3 separate regions of the Drosophila melanogaster genome follow, and regions 1 and 3 are each linked to region 2. The links are chromatin contacts, called in public Hi-C and HiChIP or PLAC-seq maps. All regions are on one chromosome and are shown on one strand. The core of a region is the stretch at or near the end of the contact, and the rest is flanking DNA. Distances in the headings are between cores, read along the strand shown.

Region 1 (4,927 bases), core at 376-2,875, 230 kb before region 2:
GAAACTGTTCGAAAAAGGGAATTTCGGACATGAAGAAAGATGAAAAAGAAGTTGAGTGCAAGAAAAAAAACACACACACACACACCAAAAAACGAAGCGTGCAAAAAAAACGCTAATAAAAAAAAGACGACGTTTAGAAGTTAATTAAGCAAATTGGAAGAACAAAGGCCACAAAGGGAGAGGGGCTAACCACTCAATACGAGGCGAAAGATTAATGGACAAATCGAACCGAAAGCCCCGAAAATCGAAATTAAGTTTCTACATAATGAACAAAATGAACAAGAGGCCATGGGAAATCGCGAAAGTCTCAAAAACGAACGTTGAGCAACACTAGATCATTGGAAAATATGTGCTATGAATCATTTTTTGCAATAATTAAAATCACAAAAATTGTATAAATTTTTTTTATTCCATATTTTTATTTGAATAAGTCCTTAATGTTTGTGTAATACATTAAGTCATTGCACTTGTTACCTAATATATGCAATGATTTATTTGTTTAGATACTAACTTCTTTAAAAAAATTGAAGATATAGAATAATGGAAGTCAGTGGGCTTAGAAAGAGTTTTGAAAGCTTACGAATCGAAAAGCAAAACAAAAAAGTCCAGCAGAAGAAACACAAACGCTTTGTGCTAAGAAAAGTGAGAAAAAAAATAACAAAAAAAAAAATAATCAAACAATAAAAAACCCGAATGTTGCGAATGTGGAGGGTAAAAGAAAGAATGCCAAATAAATTAAAATATTACATCGCTGACCCTGAACCTCGTTTTTTTCGTATTGTTTTTTTGTGGCATTTGTTGTTGTGCTAACGTATGTATGTATGTATGTATGTATGTATGTATGTATGTTTCAAACGGTGGGCCGAAACCTTTTTTTCGCGTTTTTTAATACTTCATTATTGTGTATGTACTTGAATTTGAATAGCGGAAACAACCGTTTTATATAATCTCTGAAATTTTCGAAGAATTCAGATAAAAGCCAAGCTTGACTTTTTTGATATCAAGAGTACAAATAATATAGTAACTCATTAAAAAAAAGATTTAATTTATACATGGTTACCATATAACAAGTATTGCTGCTGGTTTCTTATAAAAAATAAAAAATAATAATAACCACTGGCAATACAGAATGAAGGATATTTTTTCGAATTATATTAAGCCACTTTTATCGAGTACAAACTGTAGATCAACCACAGTGTTCGCAGCTCACACATTCCATGATATTGCCACAAAAATGTATTATATTTCTTAATATTAAGCCAATCCAATCTATATTCAAAGCGGCAGTTGATCAATTGAGTGTGGAGCGTGGCCCACTGGTCCATTCCGGTTCGCAGCCCTTTAGAACGTACACAGTAAGAAAAAATGTGCAATAATTGGCAAAGTGCAAAATTAAGGAAAAATATGCTCAATTTAATGATGAAATCGATGATAACTTTGAAGCGAACATACATACATTGTTTTATTGAGATCGCAGTGGCAAATGTCTGTGCTTTTTTTTCCTGTGTAAGAACTGGCAATCGATGGCGCATGACCAGTGTATGGAAATGTCCAAACAATCAAAGCGATCCGCAACCAGTCCGGATCGCCAGCACCTGCCCAGAGTAATAGCACCACTGAAACCACTGGAACCACTGGAACCACCGAAAAAAAAAAAAACCCACCCAACTCACCGCTCTTCCGGGTTTGATCGCTGGATTGCGGCTCGTGACACGTGACAAAAAAAAAAAAAGATTGTAGCCAATTGCCTAATTTGATTAGAGAGGATCGTATCGAATATAATTCGAAAGTGAGATGGTACAAGATGTATTATTGCATTCATTGCACTTTAAAACTAAGTTTACTAAGAATATTTTAGCGGGCTATGAAATAATGGCATTCATTGTAAGAGATTTACAGTATCTTTACTATTAAAATTGGATCTCGCAAAAAAAAAGGGGGTAACCAGTGTTCGTATACCCCTTTTTTTTTTGTTTGTTGCCAGTGAGAACGATGTTTTCCGTCGTTTTGTTTCCATTTTATCTAACTTGCTGTAGCAACAAGAAACTCAAAACAGAAAAAACAAAAAACACGAGCAAAATAACAAAACGAAATTAAACTCTGCGGTTGAGTTTCTATTTTCCCACGCGCCCAGAAGGCGAAGGAATATGGGAAAGCAGAGAGGGCAAGATAGGCGATGGTGGGTTTAGCATTTGCTGGCTTTTTATCACATTTGTGTTTTGTCAGCTTTTCCACGCACACTGGTGTCCGATTAACTTTTAAGAAGTTTCACGCACTTTGCCCCACAGCCTTGACACGCATGACGAATCGGCTACAGATAACGATTTCTATTGGGGATAAATGTACATAGGTACATACATACATATGTATGTATGTATGTGCAGGAATCCAAAGATCCAACCACTTTGCTTTATGTTGCCAAATACCAAAGCCAAGTAACTGACATTTTGCACAAGCACAAGTGCCTCAATCTATTGCGTTGCATTGTTTACTTAACAACACTGTTTTCATTCGCTAATAAGACAGCAAGCCAAAAACAAAATTTGGCGCGTGGAAACAAAATTGTAAGACCTTCCGCTTTGTTCAATAAAAATATTAAGAAATAAACAAAAATTGGTGAAAACGAAAACTCACAAAGTCAGACATTCCGGGCTTCTCAAATTCACTTCTTGAGAACGAAGTTCCTACTCTAGAAAATCGTTTTTTAATGGAAATTTAAAACGCATCGTTTTTTTTTCCGCTGGTTTCAAGTGCAAAGCTATATGAACATAAATATATGCTGATAGATCAAATCGAAAGGGGTGAACAGGGGGCGGTTAGCAAAGCACCACTTGAAATAATTGCGAATAGGAAGCAACGTAAAGAATTTACGATTTTTCAATTGCAAAAATATTTTCAAAAGAATTTTAAAGAATAAATAATCATAATTTTTATTATCATGTTTTTTTTTTTCTATTTTACATATTTTTTTTTGTAAGCTGTGGGAAATACATAAAAAATATTCTTGGTTGCAACGAATTCGAAATATTTGATTTGCAATTTTCTTTGATTATACAATTTTCATTCAATTTCGTCTCGAAAACTTTTGTAAATCGTCCAAAATATTTTTGTCATCACCTTTCGAAATATAAAATTACAAGAGGTTTAGGCATTCTCGATTAATAAATGACAAACAATATTATTATTGTTATTGAATTACAGGGCTCATTGTGTTTTTCAATAATCAATAATTTCCATTTCTCAAGCGATGTGAAAAATTGAATTTCGCTGTGTTTGTGCATTTTTCTGCGTTTTTCTGCATTTTTTTTCTTTCGCTTTATTGAACGGAAAAAAGTGTCAGCTAAAGTTGGCCAAAAAGCAAGGGACCAAAGTGTACTAAATTGCGCCGTAGACACAACAACCACTCGAAATAAAATAAGATAAAAAAAAACGAAATAAAATAAAATAAAATAAAGAAAATGCTTCGAAGGCCGATTCTGCAGGAAATGTCACCTTATACGACACGAGAAAAAATATTCGTTGACACGGCAGAATAAGTTGAACATTTCTGTCATGGATTTGAATTCAACATCTACGCAGTTGCTTCAGAGTTCAAGTCAATAAAAAAAAGGCAAATGGCATGGCATATATAATATGTATGCTTATACATAATTCAGAGATATATCTGAGGAACTTGTTTCCATGTTTGTGGAAAATTTTCCATCGGTGATTGTTTTTAAATACACCAAAATTAAGACAAGATGGTCAATAAAAAAAAAAACAGTACACAGTTAAATGAATTGCTCGAAAATACAACGTTTTTTTCCTGTCTTGGCTTCAGCGGAAAATCGAAAACTAATTTCGTAGTATACATATTATTCTGAATTCTGAAATATTAAAATGTATAATAAATGTCGATGATTTTTTTTTTTTTTTAATAACAATACGTTTTATTGGAAATTATGTACCTGTTGCTATGAGTATTCTCGAGATACTAAAATATATCCGATTGAAACTTGTTCAGACGTTAAATTTTCCATACAATAAAATAAAATAAATACATAAAACATACAAATAAAAGTGAACGCAAACGCAAATTAATGACACGTGTTGGTGATAAGCAAAGAAATATACAAAAAAAAAAAAAAAAAAATGAGAAACATAAAACAAAAATACAATTGAAAATGTGTTGTTGATCCCTTTCCCACCGCCCCCTTTTCACCACCCAGCCAACGCCCTTCACAAAATCCAACGAACTACAGTATGCTGAGTTTTTAAGCAGAATGTCAAAGATAAAGAAATTAGCATGAAATAATAAATTTATCTCGAGTGTGTGGTGTATCCAACTGTAGCCAGAATTAGAAAATAAAATGAAATTATTACAAAGCCGAAAAAGTCGTGAAAACTTTTTGTTATACTCGCCTACCTGTTGTTGTTGTTGTTGTTGTTGTTGTTATTTTTAGTGTGTTTCTATTTGCTCTGCTGTTTGTTGTTGTTATTGTTGTTGTTCCTACATTTCGTCTACAGTTTCGTTTTTATAAGTACGATACGCTACACGGAAAAGGCGAGTCTTTTATGATTCTTCAGGGTGTGTATGCAAAGTAAGGCGAGTGCTCCATCTTTACAAACAATAAAAAGTAATTAAACAAAAATTGTGTAATACATTTAGAAGCTTGGGAATATGTTAATCATGGTTTGTGAATTTTAAAAGAGCATTTATCTATCAAGCATCTAAACTGAAATCATAAATAATATGCATAGCCAACACTAGTTGGTAATAATATGTGCAACTAAAGTCGTTAACAGCACTGCATTTTATCTAATTCGCATTTGAATTTTTCGATTTCCAAATGTTTGTATGCGATTTTTTCAGTCGGCTATGCCGCTCGTTGATACAAATATATGTAGATAGTCAGTGAATGTTTCACTTTGGCGTAGTTTTTTCCGC
Region 2 (4,360 bases), core at 441-2,940:
GGAAAAAAAAACGACCACCTGTCCGAAAAGCGACAACAAAGCGAAGCCAAGGAAGACAGCGCAAAAGGAAGCGCGGTGAATACAAGCCATGAAAAGGAAGGCGAAGAGCGAAGAGGAGCTGCCCAAAAGGGAGACAAACGAAGAGGATCGAAAAGGGAATGGAGAAACACAGAGAACGCATTTGGGAGCGGATTCCGACGATTGCGTTTAAAGTGAAATTCTTTAAGGTAGGATTTGCAACAATCCTATAGGCTTATTAAGCAGATTAAGTAGCATCACTTCCTTTTTGGATTACAGTTGCATGGGTTTGCTCAGTCACTTATATGTGTTGCGAATGCATCCGATTTTATAGACCAACATTTCCTAGCTATGCAATGTAGCGATCTATCCAACGGGTTTAAGCGGAACTAGTCCAATGCAAATGTATGTATATTTTGTAATTGCAATTTTAGTTGTTTCATACTAAGTATGCTCCATTTAAAACTGACATCTAAGACCAAACAATTATGCGATTCAGTACTATTAGTTGAGATCCACATCTTTCAGCTATACAAGATCATCTTATCTCATAGTTTTGGTTCTGTAAAAAACCGTTCTTTGGCAAGCGTTTTGGAACGTTTTGAGCCTCCTGGAATTCCAGTTTGTGCACCCACCCTATTTTCGGGCGACCCCGCCTGTCACCCTGCCCTCCCCCCGCCTAGTTGTTCTGATCGGCGTCTCCGCTTTACTCACCAGTTCCGCGAACGGTGTTTGGCAAATTCGCAAACGCCAGCGTCAACAGCAGCAGAGGCAGCGACGCCGGCAGCGACGCAACGGCGTGCATTTTGTTAATCCAAAAACAAATCCAAGTGTTTGGTGCGCGACTGCGACGTCGGCTGCGCTGCGATTGCATTGTAATCCAGTTTTCCAGTTAACCACTTTTCCAGTTTTTCACCTCTACTCGCTTCTCGGTTTCTTTAGCGCTCCTCTTTGGTCTCTCTTTGAGGATATGTTTAACTGCGAGTTTAGGTTTAGTATGCTAGTCTCAGTAGTTTAAGCAATTTTTTGTTTTAGCGCGTTTGTTGTTTTTTTGTTTTTTTTTTTGTTTTTTATAGTTTTGAACTTCAGACTTTAAAGCTTTATTTGATAAACTAAGAGGAGGCACTCTCCCGACGACGGCGACATTTTCCGTTTTGAAACATAAAAAAAAAGTGGCAAAAAAAGAACGCTTTTCGTGTATCTTTTGCTTGCTTTTCTCTTCGCGAGGATCGAGCCACAAATTCAAATTCAAACCGACGCCGCACGCTTGCGTATTGCTCTCTTCCTCTTGCGCTTCTTGCACTCGGCTTTCGTCTCACTCTCACACACGCGCGACTCGAGGTAGATACACTTTTCGAAAATCCTTGTTTCTCTCCCTCTCTCTCTCTCGCTCTCTGTGTCGCTCTCTCGTTGCTATCCCTGCGACAGGCACTCCTTGCTCTTGCTGAACGGCTTTCCCGCTGGGGCCATCCTTTTCATTTCATTGCATTTGCTTGCTGTGTAATTGATTTGTTTGTATATCCTGTTGGCAGCGCGATTTTACGTGCGTTGTTGCACACACATTCAAAAAAAAAATAAATGTTGAGAACTGTGCTCTGCGCTTTCCAGGTTCGTCTGCCTAACGCTCGTCCGCTTTCACAACCGTTTCGTCCACTGGAAAAAAGCGATCTGTTTCAAATCGGCAGTGTGACCGCGTCGGTGCAAGAAAAAGATACCGTATGGCGGGGAGCCATTTTGGCAGCGCGCTCTTTCGCAGCGTTGCGAGATCGGTTGGTGAACAAATAACGTTAGCCGGGCTCCGAGCCGCTTGCATGAGTAGTTTCCCCATTTCGCCGAATGGCGCTTTAGTGCCGTCATAGCGGTATGTAGAAATTACGCTATGTAAAATGTAAAATTCGACAATGTAAGATTCGTAGAAATTACGCTATGTATAATGTAAAATTCGACAATGTAAAATTCGTAGGCACTGGAAAAAAATGTGCATAAATTTGATTGAAAAACGCACTTGTAGCATTTTTTAAGTATTTTATTTTCCTTTTGTTCTCGTATCTTTATTTCAACTAATTTGAGTTGTTCTCGACTTAAGTTAGGTTTTCCCGCAATACGTTCTTAGTTTTCATTTTCCGTACCTTTTTTTTTCGCAACTCCGCTTCCTGCAATTATCATACTTTACTTGGCTTAATAGGATTTCATTTGAATTTCATTTCGTTTCGTGTGTAACGTCTATATAATTGAACGCTTAATTGAATCGTTTGACAATTATCGAAAACAAAAAAAAATATGTAACACCATACTTATCTCCGATTTTCGGAACGCTATCCCAGTTAAAAAGCTCGGCGCAATTGGCCCACGGAAAGAATAGAATTAGATTCGAGTGTATAAATCAGTTTAAACGAACGGGCATTATTTTTAAGCATTTTCAGAATTACTTTAGATAAATACATACATATGTATATTCTCGAAAGAAACAAAAAATAAAATATGAAACAATAAATTAGTTAATTAATTACAGTATTGGCTTAGTGAATTAAGAACCCAACGAGGAATCATAAGGCAGCATTTCGTGTTAAAAATTGAACGCTTTACACTTAATTGCGTTTTTTTTTTTTTTGGTAGATCGCTCAAATGTTTTACAAATTGTTTCTAAGCTTTTTAAGTTTTTCTTTTTACCTTTAAAATTCTTCATTTACGTCTATAAATAGGCTTAAACCTAAACTAGGCAGACAAAAAAAAAAAATTACAAACATTCTCTCTAATCTTAGCTAGTCATTTTTTAATTCAAGCGTTGACATACACATTTATGCTCTATATATATATATATATATATATATATACGATATACAATATTTCATTTGCTTCTTTACATAATTGATTTAAGTTCAAATATCATTTACGCGCTTAGGGCTAGACAAAAAAATATTCAACTTTTCACATGGATGCTGAAATGCTGTGCCACTGAAAACCCGATCAAAAAGTTGGAAAGTGGGAACTATATATATATATATATATATATATGTTGGTGGTTTTTCTAATTTTATTCACTTTACTCGTAAATCACCAATATTTGGACATCTTTTTGTTTTTAGTTTTTTGCGGCTTGGGGATTATCGATTAAATTGCAATAATACTGTAGCATCCCGTAAAAATATAGTTTTCAATTCAATTTCAATTTTGTTTGTTTGTGTGCAAAATAATAGTTATATATGTTACTTTTGGCTCTTCTTGACCGGGTCACAGATGCAGCACAGCACTTAATCTAAATATTTTCTCTCACTGCATTCAGTTGGTTTCGTTTGATGTATACGTAATTAAGTCTAAAAAATTTGATAAATTTTGGCTTAGAAAATTGTTTTTGCTTTCTGCTGCTGCTGCTTTACTTTTCATTTTCGTTTGCTTTTATATTATTATTATTTTTGTTTTTTTTTTTAGTTCCAACTAACTACACAGGCTTTTTGTTTTGTCATAATGTATATAATTGAATTGATTTTCGGTTTCGTTTTAAAATTGTATGCAACACGCTGTTTAAAATGAACTTTTCAAGTTTTGTAGTTGTTTTGTGTTTTTGTTTTTACATTTCTGTTCGATACGCGTTTCGTGTTTAATTGATATACGATTTTTTACTCGATAAGTAGCTTAAGATTTGCACTAGTTGATATAATTTGCCGCTGCGAAACTCATCGAGCTCAGCCATAAAATAATTAACGCTATAAATCACAATACGGTTTTTGTTTTCTTCTGTTTTTTTTTTTTGTGTTTTGTTTTTCGTTTTTATACACATTTCTTTTTTTTACTCAAGGGTGTGTTGAACTCTTTTCTCTTTTTTTTTGTTTTTGGGAGCTGTACGTTACAAATTTACAAACGAAAGCAGTCACATTCTTAGTGCTCGAATTTCAGCCATATCAGATAAATCCAAGTCAGTTGCATTTACAACCCAAGATCTTTTCGAAAGTTCAGCACACCGCTTGAATCAGAATATTACGCTAATATCGATGGACAAAAAAAAAAAGTTTACACACTAGATGTTCGGCTTTTAAATACATTTATGAGTTATGCTAGTGCCTTCTATATATATATATATAATATAGAAAGATGTGTGTGTATATCCTTCTTTGTAGTTTAAACATGAGTGGCCAGAGGTCCTTTCTGCGTGTGTCCTTTGCCATTATTCGACAATATAAACTGACCGGACGGACTCTGGGCGCACTGGCCGCTGTTGCCGACGCCGCCGCCCGCTAGGGGCGTGGCCGCCAGTGTATTGCTGCTGGCGGTCAAGTTGGAACTGCTGCCGCTGACGCTGCCACCAGCTGCCACGCCCACGCCCACGCCGCCGCCACCGCTGGGC
Region 3 (4,924 bases), core at 1,895-4,394, 150 kb before region 2:
CCCTCTGCTCTGCCGCCGTGCATTCTTATCAGAACGGCGCTGTCGACGTCGCTGCCGTTAGCTGTTGTCTTTTTGCTGTTGTTGCGCACTGCACTTGAAAACTTCATTCACGCATCTTTTCTCTTATGCCATTTGCATGTGCAATTTGCATTTTGGATATTGGCAAGAACTTATGATATTGGTGATATAAGTGATAACTAATATGGGGTGAAAGTAATGGGCGCGGTGGCAGCGACGCCGGCAGAGCGGCAATTGCAGCGTTCGACGGCGAACTCAAGTGGTTGACGTCTTCACTAACACTGAACTACACGATTTTGAGCTTGCGTCAAATGTATAAATCTTTTAGCTATTTCTTATGATTTCAATTTTGCATTAGCATCAGCGAATCTCTACTCTGGCGTCCACTGTCTTTTGTGCGACTATCGTACTTTGGCTCTCGAGAACCCGAGGCGTCTTTGATTTCCAAATTAGATGACCCACTCCCTGACTTGACCCCATCCCACAGCTCATGAGCTCAAACTCTCCGGGCCAGCAAACACAAATACAAACACAAGCACACCTCGTGCTGCACTACTACTACTACTAATACTCATACTGCCGGCATTTCGACATTAGCTCTTAAGCTGCCCCAGGTGCCCCAAGGTGATGCACGCACAAACAAACGGTGAATCCGGGGTCGGGGGCCATCTAAAAAGTTTCAAATTTCTGTCGGCGAAGGTGAAAGTGGCCTGAAATGAGCCCCGGGCTCGAAGTGCAATTATCCTGCGCGAGTTATCCATCAAAAATGCCGCTCGCCACTCGTTCTAATGAAACTTTGCTGCTGCTGCTGCTGGTGGGTGAGGTTTTCTAAAGGACTTTTTAGCCAAGGGAATGGAACAGGTGAAGCTCCGAGCAGCTTTCGCCTTTTTTTTTTTTTGGCGTTATGGTTATGACCGCCGCCAAGCCAGATGGTATCTACAGCTCTACAGTTATCCTTACATTAACAGCGAAAAGGAGATCCCGTCCAAAAAAAAAGGGAAGCGACTCTCCCAGCGAGGGCTGATTTCAGTGTTTCCCGTGCAACTATAGTAAAGCTGGCAAATCATTTAATCAATTACTAAACCAAATATATTAACTTATTTCGAATCCGAGAAGTGTTCTCAATTAGAATATTCAAAGTTGATATTCAATCTATTTGCACCTCACTTTTTGTCAACTCTAATTTCACAAAAACGTTATTAATACACCGTGTGTCAAGGTGTCCCCCCTTAATCTATTTCCCCGCTGGCCAGTGTCCACTTTTGCTTTGACAAACAGCCACAACAACAACAATAAAAAAAGGAACAAAAAATCCAGGGGCTGGGGGGAAAAAAAGCAGAAAACTAATGGATGGGCAATGGGCAATGGCACCCAAGGGGGCTGGCTTTAGAGATAGGCGGGTTGAGGGGGCGTGGCAGGGGTCCTGGGTATCTGGGCATCTGCTATGATATACATATATAAATATATAAATATATAAATATAAACGCATATATAACACCCGGGGAGTGTGCTCAGTTCGTTGTTTATTGGAGAGATTTTTTTTGGGTAACGCCGTGAGTCAAATATTTGTGACAAAAAACGGTGGTTTTGTGTTTCTCGTCACGGGAAACTCGAATTTCATGAGACTTATGAAGTTGAAATTACCTGAATGGTTTTCTGTTTTCTGTTTTTTTTTTCTCACTTTTTTATTATTGGTTCAATTAATACCTTAAAAGCACAAAGTACCTGAGGTTGTTGTAGAAACTGAAAATGCTTAATTTTGTTAGCTGATACCAATACCTTTTTATTAGGAAAACAAAAACATAAGACTTCTATTCCTTGGAATATCATATCCATAGATAAAAGCTTGAACGTTTTTCTATCAATTGCCAAGAACTTCAAACAAGCGTTTACTCCACATAGTTTGTAATCGAAAACATTTTTTTTTGTATTATTTTCCTGCTCCGATTTTTTTCGTTCTTAATATTTTTCAATTTCCTGCTCTTTGAGCTTCGCTTTCGTTAGAGATTTTTTCGCCCCGCCCGCTGAGCGTGTGTACCCAAAACCAACAGCCACGCCCACGCCGCCCCATTGACGCACAGCTAACGGTACAGCCAGCGGGCGGTTGGGCCATGGGCGGTGGGCGGTGGGCGTGGCCGGCGGACAAACAAATTGCACGCGTCTCTCATTTCTCATTTCACATTTCAGTTGCCTGATGCATTTACAGTTGCGCTTGCAGCAGCGTCAGGTGGGCGGTCTGCCACGCCCCCGCGAAACGCACCGCCCCCGTCTCGCGAAAAATTGATGATTTTCGAAAAATACACTAAACTTACTTCATAATACCAATTCAATTATAATTATGTCATGTATGTCATGCACATAGTGATTATTTACGCAAAACTTTATATTCCACGATAGAATTGCTATCATATATATCGTTTTTTTTTCAGTGCATCAGCTGTGTTGCCTTGTCTAGCCACTGCACATACCGAAAAGTTAATCATAAAAACGCCGAGTGAAAATGCCAAGGTTCAACGTGTTGCTGATTGTTTTTTCTCCTCGGTGTCAAAATGTTAAAACGAAGTGGGTAAAGGGATGCAGGAGAAAAAAAAGCGGGGGGAAAACGTTTGAAAAAAGGGCGGACCGACACGCCCACCAACCAGTTGCACGCCGCGTATACGCAATAATCGCTCGCACAAAGCCCACAGCTTTTTTTTGTCGAGCATTTAAAGTTTAAAAATATGTTCCATGGCCGAAAATTCAGATGCAAACGAGCTTACCCAATTCGCTTAATTAATCACAAAACGTATCGTATGCATTCAATCGACTTACCTGTAAAGAAAAAAAAAGACAATACGATAAATTAGTAAGTTGAAATTAGACTTTTTTTATCTTATAGCTACAGAAAATACATATCAAACAATCCTATTTATCCTATTTATAATAAATAATCTAATCTAATATATATTTCTAATATCTAATATTTAAAAAGCTTTGTAAACATTTTCTTTATTTTTTTGTTTTTCCAGATTCATTTTTGAAATCCTGACCTTAAGCAACAAAATTAGCATTAAGCATGTTTCAAACAGCTTTCAAAGCTTCAGACAGCTTTTCCAGAAAACTCAAGTGTGGTGAAAAGCTGTGAGAAAAGTTGTGTGCCATTTTCCAAAGCTCTGGGTTCGTCGCATTGCTTTTGAGCTTTCATGGACTACATATATTCTTTGATAAAATGGAATGCCTTATTGAAAGTATGCTGGTTTCTTTGAACTTTTTTTCACCTTTCACCATGGAATTTTTCAGGAATTTCCTCGGAAATTCCCGTAAGCAAGCATTCAACATACTAATTAAATTTGCCAACAATGAGGCAATAATAATTCTAATAATTCTTTAGCTTCCTAAGATCTCCACTTGTTTCTTTCGCTTCCTTCAGCTTTATGTCAAAGTGCAACAAGGATTTTAAAGCTCAGCTGGTGAGCAGAACAGAAGACAACAGAAAACGAGGATAATGGAAAAGGGAACCGGTACAAAAGTCACTGCAAAGCTGAAAAAGCATTCAAAGCCAAAATCTTAGCCCTTGGGACAATCCACGGGTTTTTGGCACCAAAAAAAAAAAAAACAAGACGAAATTTTAAGGAGAAAATGTAGGAAACAAAAAGGATTTAACAGGACAGTTCAGGAAACCAAATAACCTGGTTTAATGCCAAAATTACTAGCTGAACAGGTATTGATATTGCTACATCTTTTGTAATATTCCCCAAAAAGGCACACAGATGTTGTGCCATTTCAATTGGCTTCTTCATTCCACATTTTGCAGTGCAAATATATTAAATTCCCCCAACTCTTTCTCATCGTTCGTTGCTCCTTTCATTTTAATGGTTTTGAGTTTATTATCATTCCTTGACATCGAAGGGCTCACCTTTTCTGCCTGTTCTACTGTTTCTCGCTCATGCATGGCATTTTTCCCCATCTCGGATTGCCTTTATCTTAGGGATATACTTGAAATGGCCATTCGAGATGCTGCTGCTTTTCTTTTCGCTTTAAAAATGTGCCTTGCAAATGTCACACGTGTCGTATGCATAATATTATTCATGATATTATGTAATGCTCGCATTGGAAGCGAAAACGTTTAGGCAATAACAATTTAAATAGCCCAATAATGCATGATGTTTGTTAATTACTAGATCAGCTCGAATTTCATTTGCATTCTATTGGCAATGTCCAATGAATAGTATGAAATATTCATAGTTTATCTTATGCCTCCTAATTATTTGGAAAATCGAAGGCCGCATCGAAGTAACGTATTAAATATCGGAACTGTCTAAACTAATGAGTTGCTTATGGACTTTAACTAATATCCTGACAATAATGAAGTTCCTGGCGGCTCTTTGGCTCTCCTCGTTTGTTTCGTAAATATACCTTCATTAGCGCCTTTAAGTAGGCAACACTCGACTAAATATTCACCGATGGGGAGGACGAAGAGTTTCAAAATAAAATATGCAAACAAAGGCACGTTTTAAAGGACGAACAAGGCGCATATCCTTAAACGGCCAAGTTCCGTTTAACCATTTTTTGTCGACACTTTCTCCCGAGGGAAAACCGACTTGCCTGCATGTTTCTCAGTTTTTTTTTGGAAAAGGGAAACTTTTGAAGTTCCTCGGGGAAACACGACTGTTAGATGACCCGTACACAAATGAAAAATAATATGTTGTAGTCGCTTGAAGTTATTATAAATGAAATACACAATGAAGATACTTAACTGATTTTGAAAATTTGTATATATGTATATAATTGAACTTAAGTTTATCGTGTGCGGCAAAGTGCTTGGCCTAAAGGGTTAACTAACCCAGTTAGCCGACCAGAGTTCAATGGCTTAATTAACAAATTACGTGGGCTGATTGATTGACAGAAATTCAAAACAATTTCGAGG

Evidence for each region. Hi-C and Micro-C count contacts between places; a contact is called where the count stands out from the background. HiChIP or PLAC-seq counts read pairs in DNA pulled down with a chosen protein or histone mark.
Region 1: a contact with region 2 is called in a CP190 HiChIP or PLAC-seq map of the Kc167 cell line, with 4 times the contacts expected there. The contact joins the promoter of lncRNA:CR46243 here to the promoter of N in region 2. A contact is called at or near these places in 2 of 107 Hi-C or Micro-C datasets (cellular blastoderm embryo and eye imaginal disc) and 1 of 6 datasets of contacts at active chromatin or transcription factors (the Kc167 cell line).
Region 3: a contact with region 2 is called in a Hi-C map of the Kc167 cell line, with 6 times the contacts expected there. The contact joins the enhancer-like site here to the promoter of N in region 2. A contact is called at or near these places in 4 of 107 Hi-C or Micro-C datasets (the D17-c3 cell line, the Kc167 cell line, embryo and 1 more) and 1 of 6 datasets of contacts at active chromatin or transcription factors (the Kc167 cell line).

The regions. Positions count from the first base shown.
Region 1 is chrX:3,360,384-3,365,310 of dm6, reverse strand. lncRNA:CR46243 (long non-coding RNA:CR46243) reads right to left here and starts at 1,625. Exons shown (of 2, transcript NR_133507.1): 1 at 1,457-1,625; 2 at 1,251-1,339.
Region 2 is chrX:3,132,200-3,136,559 of dm6, reverse strand. N (Notch) reads right to left here and starts at 1,690. Exons shown (of 9, transcript NM_057511.4): 1 at 733-1,690. The coding sequence starts at 892. kirre (kin of irre) reads right to left here. Exons shown (of 11, transcript NM_001258579.3): 11 at 2,028-4,360. The coding sequence ends at 4,135.
Region 3 is chrX:3,283,736-3,288,659 of dm6, reverse strand. All of the region lies in intron 4 of dnc (dunce), which reads right to left. Among named protein-coding and RNA genes, the nearest start is that of CG10793, 30 kb to the left of the region's middle. Within about 2 kb of position 3,144, at least 16 of the 39 cell types and tissues checked have an H3K27ac peak or open chromatin away from gene starts, as enhancers often do. A contact at or near this core is called in the Kc167 cell line, where this site is marked.